Linked DNA regions of Sus scrofa: region 2 is linked to region 1. Evidence: chromatin contacts called from public HiChIP or PLAC-seq data. All regions are on one chromosome and are shown on one strand. The core of a region is the stretch at or near the end of the contact, and the rest is flanking DNA. Distances in the headings are between cores, read along the strand shown.

Region 1 (4,295 bases), core at 757-3,256:
AAACTTAGCTGAAAGGCATTTCTCAGTTTCCTTTGCAACTCAGCATGACCACCCACAAAATTTTTCACAAATTTTTTTGAAGTGTAAGCATACATCTTGTGTGATATTTTTAGGAAAGCTCTTTAAAGAAAAATGAAGAGGTCCTCTTTTGCTTTTCCTTCTTACCTCCTGGATTTCAACATGGATGTGATGACTGGAAGTCCAGCAGCCACATTTGGCCACAGGAACACTGAAGATGGAATCCACTTGCTAAGATGGTAGAAAAGAAAGATGGAAGGGTTCTGGACCTTGATGACCACAGAGTTCCCGTACCAACCTTAGACTACCTACCTTAAACTTTGGCGTGAGCTAGGATAAACATTTTTTGTTCATGGCACTGTTATTTTTGGTTTTTGCTCCATATGCAGTTGAGCTTAAGCTGATTGAGTTTGCCAATTACAAGCTTTGCTCTCAGTCTTGCAACACGGGTTATGCTTTATTCATGTGCATTTTCATGGCCTGTTTTTGTTCTTCCTCTAGTGATTATGAAGCAAATAATATTTAATTCATGTGTATGGCCATGGTCTGTTTTCATTCCTCCCTCAGAGATAATGAAATATATGTAACTTCAGAATATAGTAATCATAGGTGTGAGAGCCATCTCTAAGACAGTTCCAGAAGAATTTCTGGTTATATAAACTCAAGGGATGCTTGTGATAGGAAATGGCATTTGGGGATATGCAAAGATGATCTAATAGTCAGCCAGTCCCAAGGCATGAAAGGGCATGTCTGCATTGTAGAATTGGAAAGATAAAGATACTGTTGTGGGCTTGTAGAGAATATGTGAGCCCAAGAAACAGAGGAACTGAAATACATGGGACATTACCTATCAAATCTTTTTCCATGAAAAAGACTCCATCATTCCCTGAAGAGATTTATCTGAATTCATGCTTCTTATCTGTTCCCTTCTTACTGCCATGATTTTCTGGGAAGAGTGAAAAGCTAAGCTACTCCCTCTCAACTTCCTACAAGTGCATAAAGACAAAAAAACATTTTTTTAATTTTCTGAACACATATATGTGTGCATATATACATATAAGACAAATTAATTGTGGTCCTAAACTGAGGGAAATTGGGAATAACTTTTATCAAAACACAATTAAGAGCCACTAGAGGGTGCTTCAACTTAATTTTTTTAACTATTTCCAAGCAAGCTAAAATCTGACCCCAGACAGTAATCTTGCTCTTTTTTTTCTTTTATCATTCCATACAACTGTCCCTCCATTTACTAATTCTTTACGTCTTCTTAGTTGTTAATTCTGAAACAATTACAGAAGAAAGGGAAAGTGGTTTAAATTAACTTAAGGAGAAAAGTTTTTTGTTTTTTGCTTCCAAACTTGAATTGCATTACCACTGTCACTTAATTTTAGCTGAAACATTTTGTTTATCAAACAAGATAGAGGTTAAGTATTAACAGTCTCATCTCAGGGAAAGGGGAAATGTGAGAATCTCTTAGTGGTTAATCAAAGTTAGTACTCACTTATTTCTTAAACTGGGAAGTTGAGATCACTCCATTCCCTAAAAAACAAATAGCTGCTTGTTAGCCTTAATGGCAGCAGATGGTCAGAGCTACAAATAAAATTAGCTGGCCTTTTCTACTTCCTGGGTCCAACCCTTATCTCCTCCCCCATCATCCTTAAGAGGCACACATGGTATTTTAAAGCTAGAGGGAAGCTGCAGATAAAGTAGGCCAACTTCCTCATTTTACAAAAGAGGAAACTAACACTCAGAGTAAACTGACCACTGGGTGTTACCAAGAAGCCAGCTGGAATGTGGACTTGCTTTGCTTGCTAATGAGAGCACGCATGAAGTGGGCTTTATAGTTTGTTTGGTTTGGACTGAGACTTAGGGTTCAAGAGAGAATTTACCAAAGCCTTCGAAAGGATCCTAAGATGAAAAAGTGAAACAACACATGAAATATTCATGACATTTACTATCTTCAAGGAAAGACTGAATGTTATCATGGTTAACAATTGTCACCACATGCCAAGGACCTCACATGCCAAGTACATCACATCTAAACTGAGAAACAAGTGCAATGGAGAGATTTTAAAAATTGCTTGTTTAAATCTTATTATAGTTTTTTCTACAATCTGGATGTAAGAAAAGAGGCATGAGAGGAAAATTTGTCTGTTTAGGGAAATATACCAACAGTTTAGACAAATATACCAACAGTTTAGACAGAGAAGAGGGCTCAGGTTGTAGAATGCACTGGAAATAGCAAAATAAAGGGAAATAAAATGATCAGCAAAACTTAAAAAGTTTTCTTTCTGGGTTCTAGTAAGAGGAATTTTGGAAGCTCTTGAGGAATAAATAGAAACAGAGTAGGCCTTTGCTACAAAAGCTCTTGAGAAATAAAAGAAGAAATAGAATAGGCCTTTACTACAAAAAGAATTGGTGTGTCATAAATTCTCTATGAGGGGGTAGCTAAAGAATATTAGAATTAAAGATGCCTCTCTGTTAATATTTAGTTAAAAACTGTTAGACACAATTGCATGATTAATGGTGATTTAGAAATGAAGGAAGAGGAAACTCTGCCCACATTTGGGGGGAACAGAACAAAGAGTGCATAGTTGGCAGGCCTGGTGATGAGAAAACAAGGATGGCCAAAAATTAGTTGGAATTAGCAGTTTAGGGAGAGAGATGACAAGAAGTCAGCAGAGGAAGGCATGCACACCACTAGGCATTTTCAAAAAGCTGGGGAGGGTGTTGCAGTTCCCCAAATTACACTGGCCAGAGATTCAGTTATTTTATTTGGCCATTAAAGGAAAAAGATTTTTCCAGAAGACTGGAACTCTTAGGGACCATCGGGAACTGCAAGGATGCTTAGGAAAAGAAGCTCACAGTCGACCAGCAGAATTACTCCTTGAACTCCAAACACTTAACTATATTATGTTCTGATAATAAGGAGAACTCCATAATCTCTGAAGGTCCTGGCTAGATCTAGAAGTTGGCATTCTCCTGCCTTCTTCCCAGTGACCTGTAGCTTAGAATTTTCTGGACTAGAAGAAAGAAAGAAATAGGAAGACTCAGAAATTCTTAAATTTCTAGACTTTTCTCTTTTTAGGGCACTGCAAGCTCTCTGCATTCCTAAATAGCCACAATAGGTCATAAAGATGGTATAGCAGATGTGCCCAGGATCTGTGTGTAACCAGGCCCAGTGAGAGTCAGAGTCCACAGTGTTCAGATGGGAAGCAGTTCCCTCTGCTATTTTTCTCTCTTAGATTTGTGTCCACCTGTACTTCCTGGGTAGAAAGCTGAGCATTTCCTTCTCAGTGCTGGCCATATGTCTACACTGAGAGCTGTAGTTCTGTCTATTGCTAGCTTCCCACATATCTCTAGACACAATTTATACCTGAAATGGTATTGAAGGGCCAGAGGACCCCCAAATTACATTGTGGGGGTGGAATGGAATCTTTGCCAGAAGAGGACAGCATATCTCTCTAAATTCCAAGGGGTGGTATTTCTGTGGATTGGATGGATGGATAGAGAAATCATGGGAAAAACACAGTCAAGTCCTGGAAGCAGGGTCCAAAGGGCTAGGATCTCCAAGGGTTTATTTAAATTGCTTTGCTAAGGCTACCTATAGCACTCACTTTGATGTATTCTGAGTAAATTAATTCCTTCATTCATTAAATGTTCATTAATTACTTGATATTTGTCAGCCATTACACTAAGCTCTAAAAATAAGTAAGTAAAATGTGAATCGAATATTAAATAAAATATGATCCTTAAAGATTTCATGGTTGGGAGTTCCTGTTGTGGCACAGTGGAAACGAATCCGACTAGGAACCATGAGGTTGCGGCTTCAATTCCTGGCCTTGATCAGTGGGTTAAGGATCCTGCGTTGCCGTGAGCTGTTGTGTAGGTCACAGATGTGGCTCAGATCCCGCGTTGCTGTGGCTCTGGTGTAGGCTGGCAGTTGTAGCCCCAATTCGATCCCTAGCCTGGGAACTTTCATATGCCTGCCACAAGTGTGGCCCTAAAAATATAAAAGACCAAAAAAAAAAAAAAGATTTCACAGTGAAGAAGATAGGCAAATAAGCAGATCACTAAAATCCAGTATTGATGTATTAAAAAAGGTATATACCTTTAGCAATCAAAGGAAGGAATACTCAGTTCTTACTGAAGATGTGGCTTGTAGTTAAGGAAAAGCATTGGGTACATTATGAGGCTTTCAGCTGCAAGAAACAAAGTAGGACTCTGACAGTTAATAAGGTCATTTACTATTTTACATAAGAAGGCATCCAGAAGTA
Region 2 (4,094 bases), core at 1,420-3,919, 77 kb after region 1:
TTGTGGAATTTATCACACTGAGCAGCTTGGATACTTTATAGTATGGAAATGAAAAATGAATAAGAAAAAAGCAATTTTTTTGTTTTTGTTTTTTTGTCTTTTTGCCTTTTCTGGGGCCGCTTCCCCAGTATATGGAGGTTCCCAGGCTAGGGGTCTAATCCGAGCTGTAGCCGCTGGCCTATGCCAGAGCCACAGCAACATGGGATCCAAGCCACGTCTGCAACCTACACCACAGCTCACGGCAATGCCGGATCCTTAACCCACTGAGCGAGGCCAGGGATCGAACCCGCAACCTCATGGTTCCTAGTTGGATTTGTTAACCACTGCACCACGAAGGGAACTCCTAAAAAAGCAGTTTTTTAATTAGAAAAATCCATAGGTACTACAAGGTGCAAATCAGATGATTATGGGAATTAATGATAGAAAAGGAACATTCTGCCACCTGTCAAGGAAACACTTGAATCTTTAGGGACTGAAATCTTTACTTGGTGTATAGAGGCAGAAGTGTTAAGGTTTCAGGTTTGCTTGTCTCTTACCAAGAAGAGAAAAAGAATAAATTCCCTCCCTCCCACATCCAACCAGTTCATTTTAGACCACAGGGTTTATTAATATTCAGTAATATGAATAGGCTTAAATAGATAAAAATAGCCAAGCTATTTCCTTTAGACATAGATTTCTGTAAGCCAAGCTGATTTTTCCCATCAGTGCAAGTGTAATTTTCTCTATCGCCAGAGAAGGATATTTTTCCTACCAGTGATCATCGTGTGGGATGGCCATCACCATCTTCTTTCACTTATTTTGCTTTGTGAAAGGTTGAATCCTTCTGTGCTTCTCCTGTCAGCATCTTTATCTGTCTTTTTCTGTTTCTACTACATTTTTACTTCCGAGTCAAGAAAATATTAAAGCAAATTAAATTTCTATGCTACTTAGGGAGATATTCTCCTCCAGTAAAAGATGTAAAAATTTCATCATCATCTGCAATACTGCCATGATCTGCAAAGGATAGAGCCTCAACTTGCTATTTAAATTTAAATCCATTAAAATAAAATAAATTAAACAATTCAGTTCCTCCACATTTCAAGGGCTCAGTAGTTGCCTGTACCTAGTGATTACTGTATTAAATAGCACAAAACATTTTCATCTTTTCAGAAAGTTCTATTGGATAGCACTGCTGGAGATGCCATATAGAAATCTATGTCAAATTCCATTTGGCTGTAACTATTAATTTTAAGCCAGTTTAAGAGTTCTAACTGAGCATAACTAAAAGGATTTTTTGTTGTCATTTTGGTTTTGTTTTCCAAACATCTCATGATTTTTCAATCTGTGAAAAACAAACTCTTGGGCAGACAACTGGAGAGTGATGATCCAAAAGTTAGACAGTCCTGGGTCTAGTTCAGCTGTCATCGTCATCAGCTATATGGCCTCCCTCAATCTCTAAGTGTAGGTTCTTTCCTATAAAATGGAGGCAGTTGTGTTGCCTGCTCTGCTATTTTCATCGTCAATAGGCAGGAATTGTGTTGTATTTATTTTTATATCCACAAAACTTAAAACCATTACTGGTACATAGCACGTGCTCAATAAATGTTCTTTAGCTAAACAGTGAGAAAATGCACATAGATCCTCTTTGTAACTTTAATATGTTCTTTAATCTATCAGTACATAACTAGACGGAGGATTTTATTTATCAAAATTTGAGGGAAGGTACCCTTGGTGATGTGAAACTTGGGGAGAAGAAAAATGCCTCAAAAGGATTTTTAGAAAGTTTTAAGGAAATTAAAACAAAGATCTAGTAAATATTTGAAAGCTTTCTGAATCAGAGTGATGTGGTTTAAATGTCTTGGTTGCACTTGATTTCAAATCAAGAACAACCAGCCCTCATTTTACATGGGTTATAATCATATGAGAGATTAAATATAGATCATGTAAATTAGTTTCCTAGGAAGTTTTAAGGCATAATCTTCTTCTCTTATTCTTTGTTCCCCACAACTCTCACTACCTTAAAGTCTGTATTTCAGCCATAGTTTCAGGAGAGCTTGAAAAGAGTACAATAACTCCCTATCCTATAGAAGCTGAACTCCCTATCCTGTAGAACAGCCACACCTGTTAATGAACACTCACAGAGCAAAGTGCTGCAGGCCACTGACCAACATACATGAGAGTCAGATATCTGTTAAGCAGCTTCTAAATTAGTGGAAACAAGCCAGCCAAATGCATTTGCAGTAGAATTCCAACTGAAGGAACACAGAAGTCAGGCTGTGTGGGTAGTTTGGAAGAAGGCTGAGCTACCCTGGGAAGACTCTCTGGAAAGAAGGAATGAATGTTCAAAACAAATTAGCACCCTGACAGATGGAGAATGGGTTTGAGGATCTTAGTGGCTAGAAGACTATGAGGATTATATTATTCCTTGCTTTTCTCTGTAAAGCAAGAGCCAAGATGTGCTAAGCTCCAAGGGTGAGCTGGCCAGGCACATGGCCCAGTCTTAACTCTATTTTTACTTCATAGAAGATAAAATATGCCCTCTGCATTCCCTCAGAACAGAAGAAGCTGGTTCAGTGCACTGCCACTCACTACATCTACCTTTACTTAGGTGGTTCCACATATATTCATCTTAATTAGATCATACGTGGTAAACATACTGTCAGTTGCATGTTTTGTAAGAGAAGAATCTGTGACTCAACATCCCACAAGATGTAACTGAAGTGGTAAAATGACCCAACTGTTTCTTTGCAAAGTCTGTCTTCTATATCTTATCTTCTACTTTTTTTAATTATATAGGAGCAGTGCAAGTATGGGGAGGCCTAGGGAGGTCTTCTCTTTTTATCTAGTATTACTTTTATCTGTTATTGCTGATATTCTCAAAATGAAGGTGAAAAATATACTCTCTGAATGTTTATTTGATACAGATCCAATTCTGTTAAGTTCAATTTAAATAACAAGTTAATATTTCAAATCCCTTTCCTGTAACTTTATGCTTTTGTTTCAGGATGATGATTCCAGATCTGAGTTCCATCGAGCTGTTAGATGCTCTTTTATATCGAGCTGGCAGAACTGCAAGCCTGCTTACTTCTATGCTAGAACATACTTCCTCTTTAAAATGCATGGAAGTCTGAGTCCCTTTGACCTAATGGTGGCCAAGGTCACCATGAGTGTCAGTCTCAAATCCTGGATGTTACCTTACCCTTCCTTCCCAAAACACAGCTCATCCTGAGACTATACGATTCAGGGCAAGGATACTGGAGGTCTGGGTTCTAGTTGCCAGTAACTAGCACATGCCCATGTAAGCCTTTACCCCCTCTGTTCTCCTCAACTGCAAAATGATTGACTAGGTTATCAATTACACATACATTCTCATTCTTTTATAAGTTATTGAAGATACTGAATATAGTTCCCTGGGCTATATAGTAGGTCCTTGTTGGTTTTATATTTATAGTAGTGTGTATATTTTACTTTCAGCCTATTAATTTATCCCTCTCCCTGTTCCCAAAAAGTAACTCTGTTTCTATGTCTGTCTGTTTCTATGTCTGAGTCTATTTCTGTTTTGTAAATAAATTCATCTGTATCTTTTTTCCACATATAAGCAATATCATATTTGTCTCTGTATGTCTTACTTCACTTAACGTAATAATCTCTAGGTCCATCCATGTTGTTATAAATGGCATTGTTCCATTCTTTTTTATGGCTGAGTAGTATTCCATTGTGCACGTACATGTGCGTGCACACACACACACACCCATCCTCTTTATCCATTCATCTGTCAATGGACAATTAGGTCACCTCTATGTCTTAGCTTCTGTACATAGTGCTGCTATGAACATTGTGGTGCATGCATATTTTCAAATTACGGTTTTCTCTGAATTGATGCCAAGGAGTGGGATTGCAGGATCATACGGTAGCTCTATTTTTAGTTTTTTAAGGAATTTACACTGTTCTCCATAGAGGTACCAATTTACAGTTCCTCCAACAATGTAGGAGGGTTCACTTTTCTCCACATACTCCTCTCCAGCATTTAATATTTGTAGACTTTTTGATTATGGCCATTCTGACTGATGTGAAGTGATAGCTCACTGTAGTTTTGATTTGCATTTCTCTAATAA

The links. HiChIP or PLAC-seq counts read pairs in DNA pulled down with a chosen protein or histone mark.
Region 2: an H3K27ac HiChIP or PLAC-seq map of alveolar macrophages shows a contact between it and region 1. The contact joins two enhancer-like sites. A contact is called at or near these places in 3 of 47 Hi-C or Micro-C datasets (alveolar macrophages, blood and embryonic fibroblasts) and 1 of 2 datasets of contacts at active chromatin or transcription factors (alveolar macrophages).

The regions. Positions count from the first base shown.
Region 1 is chr13:147,061,480-147,065,774 of Sscrofa11.1, forward strand. The region is part of intron 5 of CD200R1L (CD200 receptor 1-like); the gene reads left to right. Among named protein-coding and RNA genes, the nearest start is that of CD200R1L, 39 kb to the left of the region's middle. Within about 2 kb of position 2,007, at least 24 of the 83 cell types and tissues checked have an H3K27ac peak or open chromatin away from gene starts, as enhancers often do. A contact at or near this core is called in alveolar macrophages, where this site is marked.
Region 2 is chr13:147,138,027-147,142,120 of Sscrofa11.1, forward strand. No RefSeq gene overlaps it. Among named protein-coding and RNA genes, the nearest start is that of CCDC80, 63 kb to the right of the region's middle. Within about 2 kb of position 2,670, at least 5 of the 83 cell types and tissues checked have an H3K27ac peak or open chromatin away from gene starts, as enhancers often do. A contact at or near this core is called in alveolar macrophages, where this site is marked.